Linked DNA regions of Sus scrofa: region 1 is linked to region 2. A link is a contact called in public promoter capture Hi-C data. All regions are on one chromosome and are shown on one strand. Each heading gives the region's core, a stretch centred on a gene start, on an enhancer-like site or on the middle of the called end of the contact. The rest is flanking DNA. Distances are from core to core; before and after follow the strand shown. Region 1 holds the start of SNW1 (SNW domain-containing protein 1). Region 2 holds the start of GSTZ1 (glutathione S-transferase zeta 1).

Region 1 (7,305 bases), core at 4,321-6,820, 360 kb after region 2:
CCTTGGGAAGCAAGTCTCAAATGTTTGCTTTTTTCCCTGGATAATGTGCCACAGATGCAGCAATGCCAGATCCTTAACCTAATGTGCCACAAGAGAACTTCCTAGGCATATATTAACATTCTCAAATTGAAGATAAGACAGACAAAGAAAGGATAGGATCTTCCCAGGGTCACACAAATAGTTAAGGGGCACAGCTATAATGTAAAAACAGTTATTTTAATTAATTAATTAAAAAAAAACCCCTCCTTGTCAGTGTTCTTGTCCACTAAGACATAACAGGAAAGAAATTAAAAAAAAAAGAAATGCTGCTGGAGTTTTCCCTGGAGGAAAGTGGTTTCTTTTTTTTTTTTTTTTTTTTTTTTTAATTATTATTTTCCCACTGTACAGCAAGGGGGTCAGGTCATCCTTAGATGTATACATTGCAGGAAAGTGGTTTCTTCAGGGTGCTATGGCATACTGCATGTAGGGAAGGAGGAGGGAAAGGCACCAGAGCATAAAATCATTCTTTCATTTTTTTCCTCTTACTTTCCTATTATTTTCCATGTACTATAATCCCTGATTTATAAAGGGTATGTTAAGTTTCTTCTGCAAGTGTTCAACGGTCTGACATAAGAAGAGACATAAATTGGTACACTTCTCCAGTGATCAGAAAGCAGTGACAATGGGAAGAAAAAGTCCAATCTTCTGAGGGACGTAAATGACTTAAGCTCACACAAAATTTCTATCATGTTGACACTCATATACAGAGGACTTGGGGTTTAAATTTGTATTACTATTATTTACCTCTAATAACCGAGGTATCCACCCTTTCCGGTAGCCGTATGGGGGAGGTTCTCTTCGGGAGGAGACCAGTGAGGTCTGTCGTGATCGCTGGGATCTTGCCTTTTCTTCAGCCTCAAGCTGGTCCTGAGATAGCTGAGTAGGTGCAGGTAAAAAGCTATAAGCAAAGATAATAAAAGTCAGCATTTTAAAAACTCTTACATTTGATTATTGCAATTTGGCCATCAGACACTATTTTCCTATAACACTTTCTCCCTTGAGCAAAACAGCAAACTTTCCAATGATTTATGGCAGTGCTGAATATGAGTCATTTTATTATGCCTGAAAAGAAATAAGTACTCAGAGACATAGAGTAAAAACATCTGAGCAGGATGCAGGCAACTAGTGCCTAAATAAAAAATTAACAGATATTTCACATAATAGATAAACTACCAAGTTTTTATGCTAACCACATTTTTCTTGTAACAAGCAAGTAAACATTTTCTTTTACACTGGTCAATTCTCCAGTGTATGGTTTTCTTAGTGTCTTTATCCTTCCTATATGCCTTATTTTTAACTATACACTTATGCTTCCTACTTTTTTTCCCTTTCAGGGTTGCACCTGTCATATGGTACGGCATATGAAAGTTCAATATACCATACCATTCCATATGGACTATGGTATGCTATGATATATTGAAAGTTCCCAGGCTATGCCACAGCTACAGCAACTCCATATTTAAGCTGCATCTGTGACCTATGCCACACCTTGCAGCAATGCCAGATCCTTAACCCACTGAGTGAGACCAGGGATCAAATCCACATCTTCATGGATACTAGTCAGGTTCTTAACCTGCTGAACCACAACAGAAACTCCTAAGCTTCCTACTTTTAAATATTTTGCCATCAATTAAAAAAAAAAAAAGTATTAGCACTGAATGTAACAAAGACATGGATTTACACAAAATAGAAAACACTAGTTGCATATTTAAGTGCATTTTCCCAAGGGTATTTAATTTAGAATGGAATTTAAAACTTAAGAGGCAAAGACTCAAAGCAGAAATTCTATAGATGTAATTTGGTATTCTTTAATCAAAGCAATCTTTCTACTAAACCATTCTTAACCTTTAAGTATGATAAATGTTATAGAGATACCCCAAAGTACCACGAAAGGATTCCAGTAGATGAATAATATGTTTAATGGAAAAGTTAAGGCTCCTTTGTGATTCTTTGCTAGTAAGCATATCTGAATAAGCAGTAGAGCTTATTGATACAAAATATTTATTGATTGATTAGGTGTAGGCATTGTGCTAGGTAGGCAATGAGACTATGAACTGAGAAAGATAACTGACAATCTTGCAGGTGAGAGAGACAATCAAATAATCACAAAAATCCCTAATTACAAATTATACTAAGTGACAAGAAAAAGTATAAAGTCTATGACAGCATATGTCAGAGAGATCCAATCCATTCTGACAGATCAGGTAATGTGATGGCTAAGAAGCTCAGAGTTCAAATCTCACCTACGCCACTCACTAACCTGGATTAGTTACCTACCTCTCTGACCCTCAGTTTTCTCATCTGTAATGACGGACCAAAAGATTACCTACCTCACAGAGCTGTTATAAATATTAAATTATAACGCCCATGAACCACATGGCACAGTGTCTAGATACCATCCAACATGTACTCCGTAAGTATTTGATTATTTGGAGCTGTTCCATGATTCCCCTGGTTTGGGTTGTCTCCCTATAGTCTCAAAAGACCCTCTGTGTACCACAATTATAACATCTGTCTTACTGTACCACAATTATCTACTCATTTACTCTTTCTCTCACTAGACTTTGGGTAACCTGAGGGCAGGAACCACATCTTCTGTTTCTGCCACCCCTAACTCTCCAGGAATTATCTAGCTAGCTCATGGTTGGGCCTACTTAAATATTGGCAAGAGAAATAAATTCACTCTACCCTTTGCACTCACCATTTTTATGTCACTACAACCTTACTGCCTTTCCTTAAACAAGTCGTCTCAGGATCTTTACATTTGCTTTTCCACTGCCATAAAAAATTCTATTTACTTATCAAGAAAACGCTTTCCCAAACTTTTTAGTGCTTGTTTCTTAGTATTCATGTCCCAGCTCCACTATACCTCCCTCGCAGCTGCTAAATGACCACCTTAACCAAAACAGCATTCCACTCCACACTGAGTCACTCTCTATCCCTTTATCTGTATTTTATTCTTAGTACTTAATACCTGAAGTTGCATCATTGATTTGTTTACTCCTAGTCTGTCTCCCCTAGAATGTAAGCTGTGAGGATAAGACTGATTCAATGCTGTAAAACCAACACTAGCCTTGCACATGGTGGATTTTCAACACATGCATATTTACTGAGTGAATGAATAAATGGATGGATGAATGGAATCAAAATTCTGGGCTTTTTGGTAAACCATGCAGTACCCAATACATGGGAGGGATACAAAGACAGTAACAAAGAAGCCAAAATATTTGTTTCATTTCTCTTTTCTTTTCTTCCTCCCCTCCTTCCCCTTCTTTCTTTTTGGCCCCACCCACGGCATACAAAAGTTCCTAGGCCAGGGATCAAACCCGAGCCATAGCAGCAACCAAGGCCACAGCAGTGACAATGTGGGATCCTTAACGCACTGTTGATAGAACTAGTTACTAAAATGATCAAAAAGCAGGCACCCTGCCAAAGCAGAGTTTGGACAATCCAGTAAACAGGTAGCCTGACCTGGATTATGGTGAGAACACACCGTAGCCTTCCAGAAGGTCTTAATCTCCTTGTTCCCCATAAAGGATGACATTCCCATAATGAAATACACTTCTATAGTGGGAGTGGGCTGCATATGTAAACAGAAAGTCTACTTCGGTGTTTCTCAACAGGGGGCAACTTATCTACAATGTAGATACTTGACAAGGTCTGGAGCTATTCTGATTGTTAGAATTTGGGGGGTAAAGGGGAGAGAGGGAGTGAAGGTGCCACTGATATCTAGTGAGTAGAGGCCAAAGATATTGCTAAACATCTTAATATGCCCAAGACAAGAACGAAATATCCAGTCCAAAATGTCAACAGTGCCACTGTACAGGCACCTTAGTCTATCTTTTCCCCTTTATTAAAGAAATTGTATTAAATGCAAATGAAATTATTTGATACATAACCTTAAATACAGGAGTTCAGAAAGTTAAATCAGTATGACTTTAGATCTTTAGTTAGTAACAATCAACTGTGATACCAAGACTGTAATACATCAATATGTCAAGTCCCTGCTGTTAAGAATCCCTGGTAGATCTTAGAGATAATAATATTTTACCTGAAAACTTGAGACCATCTCTAAAAATCAAGTCAGCTAAAACTCAACAAAACCAGAAAGCTATGTAAGTTCCTAAGACAAACTATTTAAAGACTGAACTCTGTCACTGCAATTTTAAGCACAAAATAACCACAATATGTCTGGTATTTTCAAATTCCATTTTTTCCACAAAGCCTTTCTTCCTAATTCTACTAGTCTTTGTCACACTGCCTCCCATCTGGAGGGCACTCAATCGAATATTTGCTGCCTGCAACCTTTATTTACTAAAGAAAACTCTCCAGTTCATCTAGCCCATTCCATCTTATTTTTTTGCAATTAAGGTTAGTACAACACAATAAGCATTCTGTGTTGTCCTTTAATATCTATATTCCTGTACTTCATCTTCCCTGCAGCCAAGGACTGTCAGATTTCCTTCTATATATACACAGTCCCTAGGATAGACCAAGGCACCCGAAAGTTATCCCCCAAAGAACTAATTCGAATATCTTTAGGATTCTTAACTGTCATCAGCCAGGAAAAATGTGTATGAGGGGAATGAAGCGTGTTTAGGGAGTCCAAGCGGATCTCCTAACACGACTACTTTCCTTACCCTGTTTGACACCCAACTTTTTCTGTTTCGGCGTTTGTTGGTAAGAAAAGTTTTTCTTCTTAGATGGGGCAACAAGGTCGCAGACTAGTAGGAGTTACGTAACAACTAGGAATATTTCTCCTTAAGCATCTTTTTCTTAAGGGCGGGGACCACTTTACTTGCGGTTGCCAAGGCAACTGGGAACAGCAAAAATGTGAAGTAGTTCTATCTATGGAAGAAATGCTAAGATCCGATGTTAAAGTGCGGAGCAGCGGCGCGAATTAGGAGACAGCGGCCACTACTGTGGCTGATGTGAAGTCTCCGTTCAGTGTCGGGCCCCGTTTTTCAAGGAATCCTTGTTTCGGGACAGAGAAAGAAAAGACTTCGGCAAACAAACGGCCCGGCCGTCGCCTCCTGCCCGCCTCACTCCGCCCAGACAAATAAGCCACTGCCCTCCATACCCCCATCGCGCCCACCCGAGCCGCGGACCCGAAGGAGCGATCTCCACCACCCCAAAATGCTTAAGCGAAAAACACGTGCGAATCCTCAGCATCTCAGACCAGAGAACTATTCGCCATGCCGCGGCTTTCGGCCCTAGTGAGGGGGCGAACTCAACCCGGGAAGCCACTCGGGAAAGACCCCAGCTTCGGAGAGGCCTAGTCGTCCCGGCGGCTGGAGGGAGGGCTTAGCCTTGGCCTAGTCGCTCTGTGGCCCGGGCCTGGCTACCGCCCGGAGACTATAAACAGAGAAATAAAAACGGAGGGTACTCCCAGACCCTTCCGTATCGAGGACCCCAATCAACAACCCACCTGGTGAGCGCCATCTTCTTCCGCTTCTTCCAGCGCGAGCGACAGTACCGCGGGGCGGGTCTTTACCCGCGAAGGGTTGGGGAGAGGAAGGAGCGCGCGATGCGCAGGCGCCCTAGCCGAAGGGCCTTCTGGGATTTGTAGTTCTTTGCGCAAGATTACAATTTGGTTCTTTTCTAACCAGTTACAGAATAAGCGCTTCAGTTAAGAAAACGCAAATGCATCACTCTTACACTATGACATGATACAGCATTCCCTAGGCAAAATACTAACAAATTTGAGATGTTTTTTAAGTCTTTTTTTATTCCCCACTCTGTCTCATTTCTTTTGTTATGGTTCCAAATACAAAAGCCTTCGGGGGGCGGGGGGGGGAACGTTAAATAAGAGTTGGGTTAAATCAAATGGTTGGGAAATTGTGAGACTGGAGAATAGAGAGTTCTTGGGCGCTCTGAAAACTTTCATACTCAAAAGTTTTTACACGCGGTTCCCTACGTAACACTCCACCTCCAAAACACTCTCCAGGGGAGGTATTTTGTGATCCTTAGTAATTATCTTTGGAACACTCCTTAGGTGTATTATGTATGTATGTCTTTATGTATGTATGGCTTAGATTGTCTTTTACATAGTTTGTGGGTTCAACATAGTCTTTGATGAAGTGATAGGATAAACGAAATCTTCACAGTGGGAAGAGGGAGGTGGATGGAATATACTGTAAATGAAACAAGGTTAGCTATGAATTTTAATCACTGTTGAAGCTAGATAATGGGGAAATGGTGTTCCTTATACAATTCTCTCTACTTTTTTATACGTTGGAAACTTTCCATGGTATAGAAACAAACTTTTAATAGTAGCATAGCACACATACAGAAACGTTGCCTACAGAAGTGTATAGTTTGAATATTCACAAACCAAACACCGTAGTATGAGCAGAGGCAGCAACACCACCTCCAACTCCACCTCCAACTCTTGATTTCTGGTGTGACACGACGTTCTAGGCTAGTTTAGTACTTTTTCTGCCCTAGACTTTCAATCAGTCATTTTTCCAAGGAGCTTTCCTTTAAGTGGAAAAGTGATATTTAGAGAAAAAGACCTGGATGCTACAAATGCTCACTGTTACTGGGCAATTGCTGTTTGTAAACCTTTTCAGTGGACAGAGCTAGAAAGTTCACATATCCACATACTTTTTTTTTTTTTTTGCCATTTTTGAGGCCGCTCTTGCGGCATATGGAGGTTCCCAGGCTAGGAGTCTAATCGGAGCCGTAGCCACCAGTCTACGCCAGAGCCACAGCAACGTGGGATCCGAGCCGCGTCTGCGACCTACACCACAGCTCACGGCAACGCTGGATCGTTAACCCACTGAGCAAGGGCAGGGACCGAACCCGCAACCTCATGGTTCCTAGTCGGATTCGTTAACCACGGCGCCACCACGGGAACTCCCAATCATACTTTTTGAGAAACTCCATCATGCATTCATACTAATAGTTCCAATGCAAGATTAGGATTACACAGATTTTACCTAACTTTGATTTTATATGCATATCTCTTCTGAAGATGATGGTATTGGTACCTAATGTGTTAAGATAATTACTCATTTGCTTTATCTTATGTTATATATGTATATATATAATGGTTTCATAATAAACTTTTCTAATATGATGACTAAAGATATGCCTAATGATAATAGTTTCTGAATTTTTTTCAATGACTTTTTTTTTTTTTTTTTTTTGGTCTTTTTGCTATTTCTTTGGGCCGCTCCCACAGCATATGGAGGTTCCCAGGCTAGGGGTCGAATCGGAGCTGTAGCTGCCGGCCTACACCAGAGCCACAGCAACGTGGGATCC
Region 2 (6,794 bases), core at 1,831-4,330:
AGGCCCTGCATCCAGCCCTCCCCACATCCCCCACCTGGGAATGGCATGACCTCTGAAGGGCTGTCATTACAGCTCCTGATGGAGGCCTATTAGAGTTGTTAGTTCCAGAAGGAAAAAAAAGCACCCAAGTTCAACTGCTGGGTTTGAGCCAAGTCCCAGCAGGGAAGGGAAGGTAAAGTGGCCTGTGGGTAGGGGCCTTGGAACCACTGTTACGGCTCCCACTGCATAGTCATATTTATCCTATATGTGCCTAAGATTACCCCATTCAGACACTGCCACATAGTGAGAGGTGATCCTGTCCCCTCCTGAGTGGTCCTAGAGAAACAATATAAATCACAGAAAGAGAAACAGAAATTACTGCTTTAAAGATGGAATTGGGGGTGGTGGGGGGTGGGGGCAGTGGCAGGAGTGGAGGGCAGGGGAGCAGGTTCTCCAGGATAAACAGCACCATCTGCTGGACACAGGCACCAAGAACACCCTTTCTAATCTACTAAGCTCTTGTTGAAACTGAGGCCCTGACCCATGAAGACTTTCTGGCTCTTTCGCCTGATCGTGCCACTTTGGGGTGGGTCAACTTGAAATCCATGGCTAACAAGGAAAGGGCTCAACAAGTGTCAATGGGCAAATGGAAGTGGTATATTCAAGAGTATGGCTGGCCTGGCCCTAGAGGCATCTGGATTTTTCAAGAGAAGTGGCAGCTTTGCCTTTGGAAGAAACTATCTTCCACTTGACCACCTGAAGCAAAGCTGCTGGCTCAGCAGGGCCTTTGATTCTCAGAGGTTCCTGTTAATGCTTGTGTCTGGTTCACTGATGGTTAGGCTAAATTAAAAGCAGATGGAGGAGTTCCTATAATGGCTCAGCGGAAATGAATCCAACTAGGAAACATGAGGTTGCGGGTTCGATCCCTGGCTTCTCTCAGTGGGTTAAGGATCCGGTGTTGCCGTGAGCTGTGGTGTAGGTTGCAGACTCGGCTCAACTATCCTGTGGTTCTGGTGTAGGCCGGCGGCAAGAGCTCCTATTTGACCCCTAGCCTGGGAACCTCCATATGCCACAGGTGCGGCCCTCAAAAGGACAAAAGAAAAAAAATTTAAAAATTAAATTAAAAATTAAAAAAAAAAAGCAGACGGAGAGTTCCCATTACACCTCAGTGGGTTAAGGACCTGATGCTGTCTCTGTAAGGAAAACAATGCTCTCTTCACCTCCTAGCCCCAGCACCCAGCCTGGCAAAAAATTAATACAGCACAACTAAGTCAAGTGGCAGCTATAGCTTGCAATCTGACCTATTGCTGAGTCTGTCATCCTGCTATGAAATCAGAAAAACTCCTGTGGACATGGCCAGTCTTGAACTATCCTGATGTACCTGAGAACATCAACATTAACGCCCAAACATGGACTTCCCTCACATGTGTGCAAATACATAGACTGGCACAACCTCCTACTGACATCACTGATATAAATTCATATGCTTCTCCCAACACCCTAGGGCCCTTAACCTTTGTCCTGTATAGTGATTGAGGCTGAAACTACTCAGTGACACTCACTGCCCATGTGACTTAACCAAACCACCCTAACAGTGATCTAAATCAAACGTGATGGTGATCCAAATAAAATTTAACAAAAAATCCTGAACTGGAGTGACCTGCACCCCTTCAGGTAATTTGTTAGAATGTAGGGAAGAATGTGCTATGGAATGTCTTTCCATTGGGCAGGGGAGTCGCTCTTTTTTTAAATGAGGGACTTCATGGTAATTATTGGCAATGACACCAAAAATCAGAGGTCAGTCTAAACACCTATGTACAGATGCTAATGGATAAAAGATTGGCCTTAGACTACTTCCCAGCTATCTGAAATAAGACTTACTGGTCCTTCCCTCTCAACCCCCCCACCCATCCAACCCCTCCACACACAAACTTCTTGGCCAAACAAATGAACAATTTTCAGAGAGTATAAAACTTTTCCTCCTTCTTGATGGAAACTTTAAAGTTTACTTAATGAAATTTGACTTCCACAACTTAGTCCTACAAAATAAAACCTTTAAGGAAATATGTCTCTCCTCAAAGGATGGTCCTGGGACGCTTGGACACACGAGTTGTTTCGGTTGTCGAGAATAAGGCGCCCAGTTAGGCATGCTCCCCTCCACTGATGCCTGGAATTACTGTAGAAGAGGAACTCAGGCCTTAGGAAATTCTGTACTAAGATTCTCCTGGGAAAGTTCAAAGCCACAATTTGAGAGCCAGGTGAGACGTTGCAGCATAACCTACAAGACATGTGACTACTTCCTCAGATCCTAAAGAATCCCACTGCCATTCACCAGAGCAAAAATGACTCCTCTCATAGAGACTGCGCCTGGCCAGAAACCTGTTTCCCTTCCAGCGCGGCCCCGTCCCTGGGCTGCGAATCCCGCCCCCTCCATGCCCCGGACCAATGAGAAGGCGCGTCATTCCCTCCCAGTTGCCATGGTGCCGAGTCCCTCCCATTACTCACCAGATGTGCGGCGGCTGGTCCAGACGATGGAAGCGGGTGGCGAAGGACATTAGCGTCACCAGGGCCAGTAGAGCCCACTGGCCGACCGCCTCGAAGCGCCGCGAGCCCGGAACAGGCCGTTTGGGGCTCCGCGCTGTAGTCTCGGCAGCCGCATCCGCGCCCACGGCCCTTGGAGCCTGGGACCCACAGCGGCCCCTCCGGGGACGCAGCTCGGACCCTGCCAGGCCTCCGCCCACCGCCGGTGGCATCCTTACCCTTCTCAGGATGGCCCTCCGGCCTGCAAGCGCGCTGGGTCTTGCGAGCTGTCCGGCCAAGAAGTTACCAAGGGACTTCTCGGGGTTCCTTGGGAAATGTAGTTCCCTGCGCCGGCAGCAGGGCGCCAGGCCCCGGCCTCTAGGCTGGGCGGGGAGTGCGGTCGCCGCCCGGGCCGCTAGGAGGCGGCCAGTGGCGCAGAGCATGACTTCCGGGCGGGCCGGGCCCGGAAGAAAACAGGAGCAAAGAACTACAATTCCCAGCAGCCCCCGGGGCGGAGGCGGGGCGGAAAGGGCGGGGCCAGCCAGAAGAGCCCTAAAAGCTCGTTCTAATCCAACCCTTCACGTTACCGACACGAAAACCGAAGTTCTGACGTGTCGGGATCTCACTGGGCCTAAATCGTCGACGGGTCAGAGTCTTAGGCGTGAAGTTTCCTGGTCGGGAAGAAAGGTCGTCTGAATTAGGAGATGCAAGCGGGGAAGGTCTGTGCCACGCATCAGGGGAGAGGGGGCGCTACTTGCTGGGTGGGCGAGTTCAAAGGTGAGCCGCTCGGCCCCGCCCCCAGCTCCGACAGCGACTCCCAGCATGCTGTTGGCTGCGGTGGCCCCTTTCTGCGCCTGCGCGCTGTCCGCTGGGGCCTGTGGTCGAGGCAGGATTGGCCCCGCAGCGCTGCGTCCAGGTGTAGCGTCCCGGGCTTGGTTGGTGCCCTTGCGCTTCACCTTTCTCCCCCTACCCGATCTTCTAGAACTTCCGAACGTTGTCCCTCGTCTCCCTTTTTGGCGCAGCACTGCATGTCTCTTTCCCGACCAGGCCGCACGATAGGTCCAATCGGTTAACATATGGCCTTACAGGGTTGTTTGCATTTTGAAGGGGTTTGCATTGCTAGGGGCGAGGGGAGGCTGTGGCACTTTTCGTCATCACAATCACTTGGGGAACTTAACCGGTTTTAATTTGCGTCTCCTGGGCCCGCCCCAGAACCACTGTATCAATCTCTGGAGGAAGGAACCCAGAATCTGCATGTTTAATAAGCTCCCTGTTGAAACTTATTAAAGTTTGTGAAAGAGCCGCTATTTGAGCTCAAAGGAAGGTGGTGGCACATCAGGCGGAATATAGCACCACTTTCACAATGTGTAACCCTTTCACGTCCAAATGGGATTATAGGAGTCTTTCTTGAAAATCGTGTGTAAGAAATGGTTTAAAAATAAAATCTGAGAGTTCCCACCATAGTGGGGATATGCTGTAAGGCACCTTCGATCCCCAGCCCCATATAGTGGGTTAAGGATCTGCCTTGCTGCAGCTACAGCTCAGATTCAGTCCTTGGCCTGAGAACCTCCATATGCTGTGGATGTAGCCTTAAAAAGAAAAACAAAAGTGAGAAAAAAAATAAAAGGCTATTTTTCTTTTCTGTCTTTTTTTTTTTTTTTTTTTTTTTTTTTTAGGGCTGCACCCATAGCATGTAAATGTTCCCAGGCTAGGGGTTGAATCGGAGCTGTAGCCACTGGCCTACACCATAGTCACAGCAAGGCTGGATCAGAGCCGCATCTGAGAGTACACCACAGCTGACCGCAACACCGGATCCTTAACCCAGTGAGTGAGGCCAGGGATGGAACCCGCATCCTCATGGATGCTAGTCAGGTTCATTAACTGCTGAGCCACGGAACTCCTAAAAGGCTATTTTTCTAAGTAAATAACTATCTGCTAGAGTGATCAGAATCGATACTTGAATTGGAAAAAGTTCCTCCAGGAGTGATGATGGGCTTAAAATTTTGCTCTACAAATGCAAAAAGAACATGAAATGGTTTGTGCAGTTAATTGCATCGGTAAGAGAAATAGCAGGAATAGCCCTCCATTACATCTCTTGATGGCCCATAAGTAGATAATGTGAGGGCAGTGGCATTCTGTGATCACAGGTCAAAGGTGTAACATTTAGTAATTAAGTAAGGCATTGCTTCAAGGATTCTAAGCTAATGTCTATGCCTCTCTAGTCACTGCTTTGGCCCCAGGAGCCCCACCAACCTCACCAGTTAAGGAAAGGGATACACCTCAGAACAGAGTACATGCAGTTATAGCCACTCAACTATCAATGACACCTGCTGCCTGTCTCTTCCCTCTGCCAGAACTACCTTCACTTGCCCCACAAAAGTTGCCTTCAGGATAGATTGGAACTCCCAGGCTTGGGAACCAACTTGGGACAGGGCTGGGGGGAAGGGATGGGTTCCCCACTGTGCCATGGCCCACGTAGAAGAGTTGGTAGTTCAGGGATGGTGAAAGCATGGTCAGGTAGCAGCTTAGTGAGCTGGGAGATGCGAATGGAAGAGAGAACTTGGGTGAAATATCTGTAGTCAGAGGCGTGGTAGACGGGGGCGATCTAAGACATTCTGAGTTCTACTCATCCATAAGGATGTATATGTGTCTGCTGGAAGCTTCACGAGTCCTAATTACTGGTAACTCTGGACTGGGTTTTGCTTTTAAGTTCTGGTTACCAAGAAGCACCAAAGGAATTAACTTCAAGTTCCCTAAACTCTAGAGAAGTCACACACCCAGCTGCCTTTAGGGGCTTCAAGTTAACAAAAATGAGAGAAGTGGGCCATATGGGGGCCATGGCAGATCTGAGAGGGCATGCCCTGACTAAAGGGTATCATTCGTTGGCTCTGATCAGTTGTTCCTACTCAGTTGAGTCCACTGTCTCTAGATTTTTTTTTTTTTTAGAGAAAACATAGTTCCCATTGTGGCTCAGCAGTTAAGAACCCAACATGTTGTCCATCAGTATGCAGGTTTGATCCCTGGCCTTGCTCAATGGGTTAAGGATCCCATGTCGCTGCAACCTGCGGCATAGGTCACGGATGCATCTCAGATCCAGTGCTGCTGTCCCTGTAGCATAGGCCAGCAACTACAGCTTTTATTGGACTCCTAGCCTGGGAACTTGCATATGCTGCAGGTACAGGAAAAAAAGGAAAAAAGAATAAAATAAAACAGACAACAGGATTTGTATTAGGAAACAATGTGATTTTTAATGTTAGCAACTAATTGAAACGTTTTGAAATACAGTGTATACCAAACAACACTGTGGGCTGCCAACTTGTGTGACTTCAGCTCTGGAGTCAATGGGCCTATTCCCCAGCTATTTTTATGAGACCAGCTGAGAGCCTGGAGCACTGGGGGTTGGAGTGTTGAAAGCAATGGGCACCAAAGCATCAAAAAATTAGATTTTCTGGTCTTCCTGCCACCATCGGAAGCCATTCAGCTGTCATTTTAGGGCAGCCCTTTGTTTTACAGACGAGGGAGCTGAAAACTTAGAGAAACGGAGGGATTTGTACTGAGTCATGTAGAACTAGTTCTTGCATGGGGACCAGACCCCAGGTATACCAGCTCCCAGCCCCCTGCACTGCATGAACTGCTGCTTCAAAACCAGGCCTCCCAGAGTTCCTATTGTGGCTCAGTGGTAACAAACCCAACCAGTGTCCATGAAGATGCAGGTTCGATCCCTGGCCTCACTTAGTTCGTTAAGGATCTGGTGTTGCCTTGAGCTGTGGTGTAGGCTGCAGACACGGCTCAGATCCTACTTTGCTGTGGCTCTGGCATAGACTGGCAGCTGCAGCTCTGATTCTACCCTGAGCCTGGGAACCTCCATGTGCCACAGGTTTGGCCCTAAAAAGCAAAACAAAAACAAAAACAAAACAGGCCTCCCCGTCTGCCCAGAACGAAAATCTTCCCACAGGTTGGAAAGAGATGCCCTTTCTGACCAGAGTCAAAGTTCCCTTGATACTTGTTTAGCCCAGCTTTCCCATTGGTTCATGGGACCCACCCCTTCAGGGTTCCTCGGACCGCCCTGCAGCTCTGTGGGAAGGGACATTCCCTGAGAGGCTGAGGGTCAGCACAGCACCATGGCTGAGTCCAGCAAGGTAAGGAGGGCACCTTCAGGCTGGCTGCCCCTTTGGGGACCTGTCAGACCTCAGGAATGCGTGACAGCACAATCTGGAGCCGAGGGACCTCACATGACTTCCAGAGAGCTCTGAGTCTGGCCTGAGTTTCCCCAACGCAGGGAGGAAGCAGTGCTG

What was found. Promoter capture Hi-C pulls out the DNA fragments that hold promoters and counts their contacts.
Region 1: a contact with region 2 is called in a promoter capture Hi-C map of fetal liver, with 2.1 times the contacts expected there. The contact joins the promoter of SNW1 here to the promoter of GSTZ1 in region 2. A contact is called at or near these places in 1 of 5 promoter capture datasets (fetal liver) and 1 of 47 Hi-C or Micro-C datasets (heart right ventricle).

What each region holds. Positions count from the first base shown.
Region 1 is chr7:100,743,844-100,751,148 of Sscrofa11.1, forward strand. It overlaps SNW1 (SNW domain-containing protein 1), which reads right to left and starts at 5,571. Exons shown (of 14, transcript XM_021099555.1): 1 at 5,468-5,571; 2 at 784-937. The coding sequence starts at 5,481.
Region 2 is chr7:100,389,192-100,395,985 of Sscrofa11.1, forward strand. It overlaps GSTZ1 (glutathione S-transferase zeta 1), which reads left to right and starts at 3,081. Exons shown (of 9, transcript NM_001243638.1): 1 at 3,081-3,218. The coding sequence starts at 3,204. POMT2 (protein O-mannosyl-transferase 2) reads right to left here and starts at 2,973. Exons shown (of 21, transcript XM_001926162.6): 1 at 2,485-2,973. The coding sequence starts at 2,942.